2 separate regions of the Macaca mulatta genome follow, and region 1 is linked to region 2. The links are chromatin contacts, called in public Hi-C maps. All regions are on one chromosome and are shown on one strand. Each heading gives the region's core, a stretch centred on a gene start, on an enhancer-like site or on the middle of the called end of the contact. The rest is flanking DNA. Distances are from core to core; before and after follow the strand shown. Region 1 holds the start of SENP3 (SUMO specific peptidase 3). Region 2 holds the start of ELP5 (elongator acetyltransferase complex subunit 5).

What was found. Hi-C and Micro-C count contacts between places; a contact is called where the count stands out from the background.
Region 1: a Hi-C map of fetal cortex germinal zone shows a contact between it and region 2, with 3 times the contacts expected there. The contact joins the promoter of SENP3 here to the promoter of ELP5 in region 2. A contact is called at or near these places in 2 of 14 Hi-C or Micro-C datasets (blood and fetal cortex germinal zone).

What each region holds. Positions count from the first base shown.
Region 1 is chr16:9,048,130-9,055,664 of T2T-MMU8v2.0, reverse strand. SENP3 (SUMO specific peptidase 3) reads right to left here and starts at 5,934. Exons shown (of 11, transcript XM_015118514.3): 1 at 5,578-5,934; 2 at 4,054-4,779; 3 at 2,980-3,219; 4 at 2,777-2,888; 5 at 2,243-2,390; 6 at 2,066-2,113; 7 at 823-900. The coding sequence starts at 4,768. It overlaps TNFSF13 (TNF superfamily member 13), which reads right to left. Exons shown (of 6, transcript NM_001205136.3): 5 at 7,378-7,516; 6 at 6,245-7,130. The coding sequence ends at 7,021.
Region 2 is chr16:8,736,871-8,744,041 of T2T-MMU8v2.0, reverse strand. ELP5 (elongator acetyltransferase complex subunit 5) reads right to left here and starts at 5,200. Exons shown (of 8, transcript XM_077970162.1): 1 at 5,115-5,200; 2 at 4,898-4,958; 3 at 4,730-4,810; 4 at 2,901-3,121; 5 at 682-863. The coding sequence starts at 5,160. It overlaps CTDNEP1 (CTD nuclear envelope phosphatase 1), which reads left to right and starts at 5,734. Exons shown (of 7, transcript XM_015118443.3): 1 at 5,734-6,519. The coding sequence starts at 6,418.

The DNA of each region.
Region 1 (7,535 bases), core at 4,685-7,184, 310 kb before region 2:
ACATGATCTACTCTGACCGAATTTTGTATCGGTCTCCCTTTGCTCACTCTGTGCCAACTACACAGGTCACCCCCACAAGCCCTCTGATCTTTTCACTATGGGTCTTGTGTACTTGCTGGTCCCTTTGCCTAAACACTCCTCTCCCAGATCTGAAAATGGCTGGCTGCTCATCATTCAAGTCTCAGCTATGAGAGGCCTTCCTAGACCACCCAATCTAAAGTACCCACTTTCCACACTCCCAGTACTCTGGGTTTTGTTTTTTTTTGTTTGTTTGTTTGTTTTTTTTTTGAGACAGTTTTGCTCTTGTTGCCCCAGGCTGGAGTGCAATGGTGGGGGGTCTCGGCTCACTGCAACCCTCTGCCTCCCAGGTTGATGCAATTCTCCTGCCTCAGCCTCCCGGAATAGCTGGGCTTATTAACAGGCCATCTGCCACCACACAGGGCTAATTTTTGTATTTTTAATAGAGACAGGGTTTCTCAATGTCGGCCAGACTAGTCTCGAACTCCTGACCTCAGGTGATCCACCCAAGTTGGCCTTCCAAAGTGCCGGGATTACAGGCGTGAGCCACTGCACCCGGCCTCACATTACTCTGTTTTGATCTGCCCACAGCACTTATCGCTAGCTGCAATTTAACTGTATTCTCACTCCACAAGGGCAAGTTTTCCTTATTTAATACTGTATCTTTAGTGCCTACACACACAGGAGACGTTTAATCTTTGACAGACTGAATGAACACAGTCAGGGAAAGGGCTCATAGAAAACAAGACTCTCATTCTTTAGAGGCAAAGGCATTACACAAGTAGATGTCAATTCAAAACTCACGTTTTTGGTCCACCTTTTCACCCCATCATAACCCTTGGTACGGAGTTTATCATAGAAGAAACTATTGAAGAAATGCACCTGTGCCAATGACACAAAAAAGCTCAATGGAATTAAAAGACTTCAGACTCTCCCACTAAGTCTCCCCTCCTCAGTCCACTGACAGTAAAAACAAATTCTGGGTTTTTGGGTTTTTTTTCTTTTTTTTGGTAGAGACAGGGTCTCACTATGTTGCCCAGGTTGGTCTCAAACTCCTGGCCTCAAGCAATCTGTCTGCCTGCCTGCATCGGCCTCCCAGAGCATTGAGATTATAGGCATGAATCAACAAACCAGGCCTTTTTTTTTTTTTTTTTTTTTTTTTTTTTTTTTGAGGCAGGGCCTTGCTCTGTCGCCCAGGCTGGAGTGCAGTGGCATGATTTCGACTCACTGCAACCTCCGCCTCCCGGGTTCAAGCAATTCTCCCGCCTCACCCTCCCAAGTAGCTGAGACTACAGGCACCCGCCACTACACCCAGCTAACTTTTTCGTATTTTTAGTAGAGACAAGGTTTCACCATGTTGGCCAGGCTGGTCTCGAACTCCTGACCTCAGGTGATCCCTCTGCCTTGGCCTCCCAAAGTGCTGGGATTACGGGGATGAGTCACCACACCCAAACTTGTTTTGTTGTCTTTTTTTTTTTTTTTTTTTTTTTGAGACAGAATTCTGCTCTTGTTGCCCAGGCAGGAGTGCAATGGCGTGAGCTCGATTCACCGCAACCTCCGCCTCCCAGGTTCAAGCAATTCTCCTCCCTCAGCCTCCTGAGTAACTGGGATTACAGGCATGCGCCACCATGCCCAGCTAATTTTATATTTTTAGTAGAGACAGGGTTTCTCCATGTTGGTCAGTCTGGTCTTGAACTCCCAACCTCAGGTGATCTGCCCGCCTTAGCCTCCGAAAGTGCTGGGATTACAGGCACGAGCCACCATGCCTGGCAGCCTTTTTTTTTTTTTTAACCTTGTTTTACAATAGGATCCCATCCCGATTCTTGGGGCTGGCCATAGGGAAAAACACTAAATACCGGCAGAAAGGAAAACAACTGATACATCCAGGGCCAAGATTACAGATTTGAAATTAATACACTACCACTACCACCTCTCTCCCTGAAACAGAGACCCTCTCTATGTAAAATGAAAAGGATGAAAGGAGCTTAAAAAGCTGCTTAAAACTGCAGAAGTTCTTCTGGGTACTGACCTATCTGGTTGGGCCTACCTTTTCAGGGACTGTGTCCATGACCAGGTCTCCATACATGTTCATCACCTGGGGAGAAGATGGGAGGCAGCTTGCCATGGAGGGTGCGGCATGGGTACAGGGCTCCCCCATGCAGAGGGCCCCAGACACCCTGCTCCCTGAATCCCCTCTCAGGCCTGTTTCTCTACCCTTTCTCACCTGGTCATTGAGCCAGTTCTGTCCATACAAGGTCCCCAAGTCATCCATGGTCAGCACATGCCGCTTATAGGCCACACGGAAGCCCCTCACCATGGCATTGCCTGGCATCCGCTGGTATGACTGGATCAGCTGCAACACCAGGCTCTTCCTGAGTAGGCCAAGGGTGGAGTCACACAAAAGTTGATGCAGCTGGGGCACACAGAAATACCTACTACTCCCTAGAATACAAATTCTAACTGACCCCCTTTTATTCAGCTCATGATGGGTCCTTCTGAGGACCCGCGAAAGGCCCACTGCCCAGAAAGAACATGACTACTCAAGTAGAACATGTCAGGGTCCCAGGTAAAGACTCTCCCATCAGCTTCCAAGGACTCGGCACCTTGCCTGCAGAGTCCTCCCCTTCAGCTTTAGCTTCCTCCTCCCCCAAGTATAGCCCTATGGGAGAAAAGGCAGCAGTATTCTCTCTACGTCCCTACGTCCCTGAGGCCCCAGCCCTCCTTGAAAGCCCTTTGAAGGAGGGCTTTCAAGCCTCACCTGGAAGGCGTGGAAAACTCCTGCTGGAAAATGTCCTCCAATTTCTCCACTACCTCATCAGTGCTGAGGGGTATGAGGCTGCCATATGTTTGAAGGAATTCGTCCAAGATGCCTGGTGGAAAGGGAGAGAGGAGGGGTAAGGCCTCCAGACTTTACTTTAGGAGTGGGTGGAGGCAGAGGCTAGTTGCCCAAGGGCTCCTTACTCTGTACGCAGGTCACATGCTCCTCTCGCAGGGGGCTGTGCTGGCCGGCTTTCTCCCCAGGCCTCTCTGCCTCTTCTGCCATGCCCAAATCTGAGCCCTGAAAAAGCTCCTGGGCCACATGGTCCCCGATGCTGCACACATTGCTGATGAGGATGCTGGCATCAGGGGGTGCCAAGCTGCGCTCCCCTTCTGGCCCAGATGGTCCCCCAAAACCGTTGGGCAGAGTACACGAAAGGAGGCCTATAAGGCAGGGGAAATGGAATGGGCATGAGAGATTGGCCTAGGGGAAAGGACAATGGAATGCACACGGTTAACTCATGCACGCAAAGAAGACCGCGAGAAGGATACACTGAAGCAGAATCCACCAATGTCAATCCCACTCCAAGAAACAGGGACCCCATAAGCATGAGATAAACATGTCCAAGAGATTCTACAGGGACGGAGAGAGTTCCTACTCATAGACAGAAGAAAGAAAAAGGATTAGCAATTAGACATGAAAACTTCAGGGATATTTGTCACCACTATATGCCAAACACCTAGCACAGTACCCAGCATATTGTAATGGCTCAATGAATAGTTGAATATGTAATAAAGACGTAGAGAGCCTGAAATTGTTTGGCTGGAGTTCTCCGAAAGGGAAATATTATTTCACAACTGTAAGATGATGTACTCCACTACCGGGAGAGATCCCATCCCACCACTGTGGGAGTGGTGCTCTCTGGAGATGTACACACAGGGGTTCTTATACTGAGAGGCCGAGGACGGATTTCGCGTGGACAGGATTTTTCTAAACCACAGCTCCCCTTTCGCATCTGCGCTCAAGACCACAGGATACCTACTTAGGGAATCTGTTTCCTAGTTCTGACTGGGAAACAGCCAGGCTCACTCCCAAGCTTACTTTCTGCTCAAAGTGGGGCTTAATGGAGATATTTTGCAGCTCTTCTGGAGCTGTCACTCTGCCATCCTACTTTCCCTAAGCCCAACTCTCACCATGGCAACAGGCTCCTGGTGCTCCAGGCTCTTATCCCTCCCTAACCCCTTTCCCCCCATCCCCACACCCCTTTCCCACCTTACCCGAGTCAGGGTCCAGAGGAGACTTTGGAGTCCACCTGAGTCCATCTTCCTCCATGGGGGGCCCAGAGGGCACTGGTGGAGACCCTCTCACCCCATCCTCAGCCATGAGAGCACCTAGCAGACCCAGCCGGGGTGGAGGTGGCCCCCGGGGAGAGTCAAAACGACAACAGGGGGATGGCACCTGTGGCGTCGCACCCCCTTCCTGGGGTGAAAGATGGTTCTTGGGGTGTGCGAGGCCCCGCCGCCGGCCCCGGTGGCGCCCCCAAAGCTTCCAGTGGAATGTCAGCGAGGTGCTTTTTGAGTAGAGCAGCATCCGGAAGGCTCTCATGGCTCGACGGCGGCGCTGTGAGCAGGTTTTTCGATGAGTGGGGCGGGAAGGGCGGGGCCGCTGGGAGGTTCCCAGCTGACTCCATCTGGGGGGCAGCCTCCAAGCTGCCACTTCCTCCTCTTCATCTTCATCCTCCTCCTCCTCCTCTTCCTCCTCTTCTTCACTTGCTGAGGCATCAAAAGAGGGTCGGGGGACAGGGAGGCGTCTGGCTGGCACTGTGGTCCCTGACCCAGGATCTGGCCCAAACCCTCCACCTGACTTGAGTCGGGGTTTGGGAGGTGGGGGCCAACGAAGACGCTCCCGCCTGGGACTTGAGTAAGCTGGGGGTATGCCGGGTCCAGGAGGCTCAGGCCCCCAGGACCCGGTCCCTTGTATAGTCTCTTTCATCTTCCAGTACCCTGAAAAACAAAGATCAAGAATATCAAAATCTAAGCATCACGCCAGCGCAGATCCTGCCTCTCTTCCTGGCCATGCCTCCTCTGGATTCAGATGCAAATAAAGAAAAGCAGAAAAACGCAAAACTCCAAACTTAAGATCTTCCCAGTTAACGCAATCCACAAGGGGCCCTTTAGGGTCTGTGCCATCATCTCTCCCCAGTTCAGAGACAAGGGAAAATGGCTAAGCACCAGGCCTCAGAAATCTTATTTCTAAGATCCCCAGGCCAAACCCAATAGCAATACCTGGTTCTACGTCTTTATTTTAATACCACCTGGGCTGTCCTTTGAGGGCCCAATAAGGGCAATTTCTTTCCTCAGGGACATGATAACCGTGGTACCTGAGGAGAATGCAACTTGCACGTGGAAACTGTGGGCTGGAGTGGGAGTTCTCTAACACCCTGGATGAACGGGGGGCGTGGGAAGGCTGCGGTCATCTCAGGTGCGGATGCCAAGGCTATGGTTCAGGGGCAGAGGCTGATGAACGGGGAAGCACTCTGAAGGAAACTTAAAGGGAACTGAATCAAGGCGCTGGGACAGAACGGGGCGCACGAGCCAGGCCGGGCCAGCCCCCTCCTACTTCATCCTCGGGGACCAGAATGCAACCCGGCACCAGTCCGGTGCCACGGGCTTGGACGGCTGGGCGCACACGGGCCTTAAGCAGCCCTTTTGCGGGCCTCTGGGCCCCGGTTGGGTGGAAGCGAGGCCCAGGAATGGGAGAGGCCAAGGCAGGGCTGGGGGGAGGGGAGGGGGCGTCCTCACCGCGAGCGGGGAAGCCGGGCAGACGGGCCCGAGGGCGGGCGTCTCCGGCCTCAAGCTTCCCGGCTCATCTCTCCGGCGACGGCGGCGGCCCCGCCACTCCTGCTGTCTTCAGGCGCAGCCGTCTCAATTCAGGATTCCAACGCTTCTGGGCCGCGTGCCGCGCCGCCGAACACCCCGCCGCGCCGCCTCTGGCTCTGCTTCAGCTTCCACCTCCACCTCCGCCACCGCCACCGCCACCACCAGCACCACCGCCACCACCAGCGCCACCGCCGCCGCCACTCCTCCCCCCCTCCTCCTCCTTCCCCTCCCGCGAGCCCCGGGCCCACCGGCAGTGGCGGCGCACGATTAGTACGTCACACCCGGCGAAGAGCGCCGGCGCGGCCACCAAGCGCCCAGTCCCGCCTACCCGAGGACGCCGGCGCCACGGGACCGGCCCGCCCACAGCGGTACACAGGACTGCGCCTGCGCACATCTGCCTCCCGGCCGCGCGTGGCGTCCCAGCCACTTTCCCTTTTGCGCCGCGCTCTGTCTTCTCCGCTCTCGCCGGCCTGACCCTAGCGGCGCCCCTAGTACCTTGGTCCGGCGCGGGGCGCGCCACAGGAGAGCCAGGAGGGCGGGAGATCCCCGTACGAGGACCGGGCTGAGGCGAGGCAGTGGGGGAAATGGAGCCGGGGTATCATTCATTCTCTTTTATTTAACTTTAAGCAGGGCTTGATCAGAAAGAAGAGCTCAGAGGAGTGAGGCAACACCAACACCAGGGCGTACGATACATCCGAGGCTCCCCCGACAGCAGTTCCAGCCCGGAAGGGCTTGGAATGGCCTGCCACGCCGGGGCAATGGAGCGCATGAAAGCCAAACCTTGGGACCCGAAGAGTAATTTGACTGCGAAGGCACCGTCCTCGTCGGGCACCCCCTGTAGACGGGCGCATAATAGATACATCTTTGGAGATAGTGATGGAAACTGGGGTCCGATATTTGGAGAGAATGACGTAGGATAGGGCTTCTTGTGGGGGTGAAGAGGCAGAGGGCACCTGGAGAGGGGTGTGGCATGGAGAACCAGGGGTTTTCCCTAGCAGAGGGCGGCTTCGTGGACTTCGGCCAACCGGCAGGTGCTTCCCTCGAGCGGCCGCTAGATGGTGGTGCTGTTCCGGATGCTTCCAGTGGTCCCCGACCAGGTCTGGACAATGCCTGGCGCCCGTCCCCCGCCCCTCATCTACACACAGGCAAGAATTCGGAGCTCCATGGGGGACAGAAGCAAGATATCCGTAAAATCAAAGTCTAGGGGGTGGGAATGAAAAGGGAAAAGTGAGGAACCGGGAGCCAAACCCAGGAAGACGCGTCTGTTCCTGCACATTCCCTCTCCTTTATATACTCAGCTCTTGGCTGTCTCCAGTATGTACCCACCCTGGTCTTCCAAGCTGGGAGCCACTTTTTATAACACAATCACAGTTTCACAAACCCCAGGAAGGTTCCATGTGGAGAGAGGTTAAGTTTCGCCCTTGCCCGGGGAATTATGACACTTAGAATATCCCCTTGGTGTAAATGGAAGACACCTGAGAAAAGAGAGAAAGTAGATTCGCAGTGAAGCACAGCCATCCAGATGCCCTGCTTCCCCCTGCCTTTCCAGCTCCACCGTTCCTCTACCTCCTGTAAGGACCCAGGCATTCTGCACTCACTTCACTCCTCAGAATGAAGAGGTCCGCCTCTGTTTAGGTTTCCAGCCTCCCTCCAATTGGTAGCTCCCTGCACTGCACCCCCTGTCAGAGATGTCCTGCTTTCGGCTGCCCACACGGCTCTCACCTGCGCTATAGCAGCTGTTGTAGGCCCGGTCCGGGTGGGAGGGCATACTTCTTATACATCGAAATAGAGTCTCTTGCTTTCCTTGGCCTTCTCGAGACACCACCTGACCCATGGTGAAAGTCACGTCTTGAAACAGGACCTGGCAGGAAAGGGAGATG
Region 2 (7,171 bases), core at 3,951-6,450:
CTCACACCTGTAATCCCAGCACTTTGGGAGACCAAGGCCAGAGGATGGCTTGACCCCAGTAATTCAAGACCAGCCTGGGCAACAGGGTGAGATCCCACCTATATAAAAAACTAACAAGCTGGCTGGCTGTGGTGCTACGTGCCTGTGTTCCCAGCTCCAGCTACACCAGAGGCTGAGGCAGGAGGATCACTTGAGCATGGGAGGTCAAAGCTGCCGTGAGCTATGATTGCACTACAGCACACCAGCCCGGGCCACAGAGTGAGACCTTGTCCAAAAAAAAAAAAGAAACAAGGAAAAAAAACCCCTCCCTGTACTGGCTTTCCCACCTGAAGAACTGTGATAATAAAATAATCTACCTTACACCATAGCTGAGAAGATTAAATGAGGTAAGTGATGGAAAACACAGAGAGATACCCAATCAGCTTTTTTTTAAAAAAGGTCTCCCTGAGGGCCGGGCACACTCACTCACATCTGTAATCCTAGCACTTTGGAGGCTGAGGTGGGAGGATCACTTGAGCCCAGGAGTTTGAGACCACCCTGACCAACACAGTGAAACCCCATCTCTAAAAAAAGTTTGTTTTTAAAGTCTCCTTGAAATATCAGCATTTTCATTGTTCTTCCCATCGTGCCACTCCTTTCTCTGCCCCCAATTTCCAGTCCTTCCCTGTTGGTTCTTCTGACCTGGTCAGTTGGGCGCTGTCGGGGCCTCCGACACAGGATGTGGGCCGAGGCCTGGCCCTTTGTACCGCCCAGGGTCACCTCAGTCTGCGCAAGGCTGCTGAGAGCTCCCACAGGGCCTGGTCCGTGAAGCTCTTCATGTAGCAAGCCCAGCACACTCACTTTTCCCACCGGGGAGCTGTCACCTAGAGACGGACAAGACATGTAGGATAGTAGGGAGCATTCAGGTTGGTGGCCTGGGAGCAAACAGTGAAGAGAAAAGGAGAGAGCCCCACAATTCCATCACAGTGCTGCCAAAATCCTGACTTCCCTTGGCCAATCTCACTACTGTGCTCTGAGCCTCCTCCAGCCCACACCTTAATCTCCTCTATCATCCCCGTGTAAAGCTGATCAAGGCACCGCTCTAACTTCTATCCTTCAGCAGCTCCTCCGCCTTCAGGATGGAATGAACACTTCTAGCAGGTGGTGTCCACTTACTTTCTAGCCTCATCTCTTACACACGGAAGTACTTGTAGTTTCTGGAACTTCCCAAGATCTCAGTCAGTGCCTTTAGAGAGTGTCAGGCACTATGCTAAACGCTTTAACACAATGTTTGAATCCTTACAAAGGTCAGCATTTTTAGGTTAAACCGTATGAAATCACTGACATTTAACAATTTTTTTCTTTTTTTTTTGAGACGGAGTCTTGCTGTCACCCAGGCTAGAGTGCAGTGGCACAATCTTGGCTCACTGCAACCTCTGCCACCCGGGTTCAGCAATTCTGCCTCAGTCTCCCGAGTAGCTGGACTACAGGCGTGTGCCACCACGCCTGGCGAAGTTTTGCATTTTTAGTAGAGATGGGGTTTCAGCATCTTGGCCAGGCTTGTCTTGAACTCTTGACCTCATGATCCACCTGTCTCGGCCTCCCAAAGTGCTGGGATTACAGGCGTGAGCCACCACGCCTGGACTGTTTTTAGTTTTTATTTTTTGAGATGAAGTATTTCTCTGTCACCCAGGCTGAAGTACAGTGGTGTGATCTCAGGTCACTGCAACCTCTGCCTCCTGGGTTCAAGTGATTCTCCTGCCTCAGCCTCCCGAGTAGCTGGGATTACAAAAGTGCGCCACCACACCCAGCTAATTTTTTGTATTTTTAGTAGAGACAGGGTTTTACCATGTTGGCCAGGCTGGTCTCCAACTCCTGACCTCAGCTGATCCACCTACCTTGGCCTCCCAAAGTGCTGGGATTACAGGTGTGAGCCACCGTGCCCAGCCAATATTTAACAATTTTTGATCTAAGAAATGGCAATATAGTGGTTTATCCTAATACTTCCCTTGTACCTTCCCCCATATACAGCGGAAAGTGAAGCAAGTGAAAGTCAAGCACCTTAATACAAAGCTGAGCGTCTGATTCCTAAGTCCATTCGAGTACCCACAGTGCACTTCAGGGCTAGTCCCAGTGCCCCTGCCCGGCCAAATCTGCCTGGCTGACCGCTTGCTCTTCAAAAGTGCCTTTATTTTTTGACACGGACTCTCGCTGTATCACCCAGGCTGGAGTGCAGTGGCGCGATCTCGGCTCACTGAAAGTTCCGCCTCCCAGGTTCATGCCATTCTCCTGCCTCAGCCTCCCAAGTAGCTGGGACTACAGTCGCCCGCCACCAGGCCCAGCTAATTTTTTTTGTATTTTTAGTAGAGATGGGGTTGCACCGTGTTAGCCAGGATGGTCTTGATCTCCTGACCTTGTGATCTGCCCACCTCGGCCTCCCAAAGTGCTGGGATTACAGGTGTGAGCCACCGCGCCCAGCCGAGAGGGCCCTTCTTTAAGGTACCCTGTGCATGTCCTATATCATCATGGCCTTTATCAGACCATCTTGTAACTGCCTGTTTACTTATCTCCATCTTTTATGGGACTTCGAGCTCCTGGAAGGCAAGGACCCAGCTACAGTCAGTCTGTATTTTGCCATTATCTAGAATTGTACCTGACATATTATATGTATTTACTATTGATTTGTTAAATAAATGAATGAGTGAAACAAATGAGTAAAAAAATAACTTGGAGGAAAAAAAGCAAATGGTAGATGGCATTAAGGGGAAGTAAAAAAAAAAAAAACCAGACAAAAAGTTCAAAAAAATGAAAAAAGGTCTGACTGGAGAACCCAGATGTTTCTTCTAGGGTAGAAAGGAAAAGGGGCGCACACCTTGGCAGAGGGAGATATATGAGGGGAAATAATGAAGGAGGGGTCTCACCAGGACAGGAGTCCTGATGGCTCACAGCATGCAGGGCCTGGCAGAGTGTGGTGCAGGGAAGGTGAAGCAGCAGCCAGCTGAGTGAATCGAGAGCAATGGTGACAGGACCAGGATCTGTCCTCTTGCATATGGCTCTCAAGGCTCCCAGCGGCCCCCCAGGAAGGGCCTCCTCAGTTTTTGACCAGTTGAGAGGGTCTCTGAAGAAGTCATGGTAAACCAGCCTGCAAAGGGAAAACATGACACAATATAATATTGCTCCTTCCCCCCAGAGGATCACAAAGTTCATCCTCTGATCTTTTTGGCTCTGTTTTCTCAATTTTCATGAATATCCTAAATATTAGTGAAAGAATATTACTGAGAGATAGCAATGATTGAGAGCACAGACTTTGGTGTCTGACAGCCTGACCTCCAAGCTTGGCTTTGCGACTTGTTGCCCAAGGTCAGCTAAATGATAAATGATCTCTAAGACTCAGTTGCTTCATTGGTGAAATGAGATGCCAACCTCTAAGCACTCAGCACAGTGCTTGACACATAGTGTATGCCTCATAAATGTTAGTTATCACCATTATCACATATTTCCTGAGTGTGGCACCTAAAGTTTATCACTCTGGATAAAAAATGAGAAAGCAGAGGACATGAGACTTGGTTCCTGCCTGTAGAACAGCTTAAAGAAAGTAAAAAATTAAGTCATGGAGTACCAACTACAGAAAAAAATAACAGCTCAGGAAAGGTAGACCAGCAAAGGTAGCAGAACTTTTTTTTTTTTTCCCCAGATATCTCTTTTTTATCTTCTGGTTCTCTTGTGGAATGCCCTCTTTTTTTTTTTTTTGAGACAGAGTTTCGCTCTTGTTGCCTGGGCTGGAATGCAATGGCACGATCTCTGCTCACCACAACCTCTGCCTCCTGGGTTCAAGCGATTCTCCTGCCTCAGCCTCCCGAGTAGCTGGAATTACAGGCATGTGCCACCATGCCCAGTTAATTTTATGTATTTTTAGTAGAGATGGGGTTTCTCCACGTTGGTCAGGCTGGTCTCGAACTCCCGACCTCAGGTGATCCACCCGCCTCAGCCTCCCAAAGTGCTGGGATTAAAGGCGTGAACCACCACACCTGGCCATGGAATGCCATCTTAACATACACCACCACCTCTATCACAACAATGGCTGATGTAAAATTAGAGGCTCAACAGATAAGATGTAAACTACTATCACCATTCACTGAGTTGCCCAGACTAGGAAGTAGAAAGCATCCTACTAATGGTTCTTAATGTCTCCTGATCAGGCATGTGGCTGGGTTTAGGGACTTCCTTATTTCAATACTTTCTTCTCCCCCACATTAGTCAATAAATCCTGGAAATGCTACCCACTAAACTCCTTTACATGTGTTCTAAACTTTCCATCTCTACTGCCCAGGTCTCTATCACTTTCTACCATTATTCCCTAAAATTCATTAGGCCAGGAACAGGTCTGTCTCATTCACTGCCAGCTCCAGTATCTTGCACAGCACCGGGTTTATAGTTGGTGCTCGGTACATATGCACCTTAATAGCGAACCTGGATTAATGGATTACTGCAATACCCTTCCCACATGTTCTCCCTATCTCCAGGCTATTTCTCTCTCAACTTCTATGAGCTTTGCTTTGGATTCCCCAAATACTCATCACTCCTCATTACTCCTCTTACTAAGTCTTGCCTCCTGAAAGACCCATATCCAATTCTTCAATGAATATTTAAGGAACTGCTACTATATACCAGGTTCTGCGCTTGTTATAAATAAATGTCCTTAGCAATAGACGTCTCCAATTTAATCAAATCTTTTCCAACTGGTACTTACCGATTGTTGATATCAGAGTCAAAACCTTCACGAAACTCTTCCTCGCTCACTTCACAGCCCAGGATATGCACTTGCTCCCCACTAAGGCAGAGATGAGGCGGGACTGTCAAAGAGTGGGCACAGGTTCCCTATCCAGGGTAGGCTGAGGAGACACCGTGGGATACTCACCACAGTGCAGATTTCTTGACAAGCGCCTTCAAGAGACTGCGCCCCTCCCACTCCACGGAATCTGCACAGCGAGGGACGGATCGAGTGTGAGGGCGCTAGGATTACCACCCTCGCGAACCCGTCGCGATCTCCACACCTAGCCTGTGACCCATGGCCCTTCCTCTCCACTTCCGTCCCCTCAGCCAGACCCGAACCCCACTGTGCCGCTGGCTCTCACCCCGAAGCAGCACCAGGCCGCCCAAGGATAACAGCGAGTCCAACATCCCCAACTCGCGTCCGGTCCCTGCTCTGGCGCCCTCTGATAGCGTCACGACCCACTGTCCCGCCCCCTCGGGGTGAAACGGGCGGGGCACTCGAGCGTCCTCCCACCATTAAGACCTAACATAGTCTGGAATGAGAGGTGATTATGTTCACTATTCCCAGGGGGGCGCTCACGAGGAGGGCGCCCCTCCCCGAGCCCTGGCGCACAGTCGTACGGACAACGACCCCTTCTACATCTTCACTGTGACCGGGACGGGAAGAGCAGTTGGGGCAGTTGTCAGTGGGAGGGGGAAGAGGACCCATAAACCCCCCGCGAGGGTCCTAACTGCGGGGACAAGTGACGGCCTCCGCCCCGCCCACGCAGTTTGAGGCGGGGCCTGCTTCGCCTCAGGCCCCGCCCCGCGGCCACCTTCTGCGCGTGCGCAATACTGCAGCCTCGTTCGGAGTGCTTCTGACTTTCCTTATACCTACCCCCATAGACCGCGCAGGGGGAACTTAGTCCCGGTGAAGCGAATACACGTCACCACCGGAAGCAGTGTCAAAGGGGAAGAGAGGGGGAAAGACAGGAGGAGGGAGTCCTTTGGGCGGTAAAATGGCGTCTGTCAGAGTGGGAAACCCAGCTGCAGAGGCTGCAGCCCCGCTCCCCAGCGGCTAAAGGACCCCCGAGCTTGGGGAGGGGGAGGCCGCTCCGGCCCAGTGCTCCGCGCCCTTCGGCTCCCCCTCCCCCTCCTTCCCTGCTCCTTCGCTCTGCAGGGCCGTTCTCCGCTGCCGCGGCCCTTTGCGCGCCACTGCCCCCGCCCTCCCCGTTCCTGCGGGCAGCCCCCTAGCGCGCCTGCGCAGCGGGCCACTCTCCGCTTTCCCCCTTCCCCTCCCCCTCCCTTTTCCCTTCCTCCCTTTTCCCTAGCCCCCTCCCCCACTGCCCCCTCCCCCAATTATCCTTCCCCTTCCCTCCTGGTCTCGGAGGACCCCATCCTAGCCCGACCTGTCTCGGCCCGCAACCTCCCCGAAGCCGTCGGTGCCACTCCCAGCCCATGTGGGCCCCCGCGGGCTGCCCACGCCTGTCCCCCAGCTCCCCGTTCCGCTGGGCTTTCCCCTCGCCAGGGGTGGCTTTCTGAGCCGCCCGCTCCGTGCCCCTCTCTGCAGCCTCTCCTGCCACTCGGGGCCCCCGTTCCCCCTCCCGGCGGCGGGGGGCTGCCCCCGGGGGGCTGGCGGAGCTGGGCCGCGGGGGCCCCGGGGCCGGCGGTGCCGGGGTCATCGGGATGATGCGGACGCAGTGTCTGCTGGGGCTGCGCACGTTCGTGGCCTTCGCCGCCAAGCTCTGGAGCTTCTTCATTTACCTTTTGCGGAGGCAGATCCGCACGGTGAGCCAGGGTGGGCGCTGGCGGTGTTGGGGACGTCTGTCCGTGGTGGTCAGGGGTTTTCGGAGTGTCGGGCCTCTGTTTGGGCCTAGGAAGGGAGTCCTGACTGGGGCTTTTCTCGCCAGAGAATTGGGCACCCTATGCGGGGCTTGGGCTGGGGAGGACGGAGACCCTTGTAATAGAACCTAGCCCTTGGGGGTTTTGATGGGGCTAGATGGGTCAGGATTTGGTAACTCTTGGGGGCTAAGGTGGTGGGTGGGGCTCTCTTTTAAGAAAGCTGGAGTTGTTGCTAAAGAAACCGAGAGGCGGGGAACACCTGTTTGATGACAGCCAGATCTGTTGATGTGGGCTTGTGAAAGACCCTATTTGGAACCTCGGTGTTTGGTCCCATAACAAGGGACAGACAGACTTGTGTGTCAAGGGTGGAGGTGGGTGGGAGGGCTTGTTACAAACAAGGACTGGAACTTGGCCCTGGGTGTGAAGGAGAAACCCCTGAGGTTCCCATTAAGGGAACTCTTCCAAAAAGACTGAAAATGTATTTCATAGTGTGAGTGTAGGTATCTGGATTTCTAGAGGACTAAAGCAGATACTTTTATGATGGTCCTCTTTAATTGTGGGAGGAAGTTCAAGGTGGGTGCTGTGCCCACCATTAAAG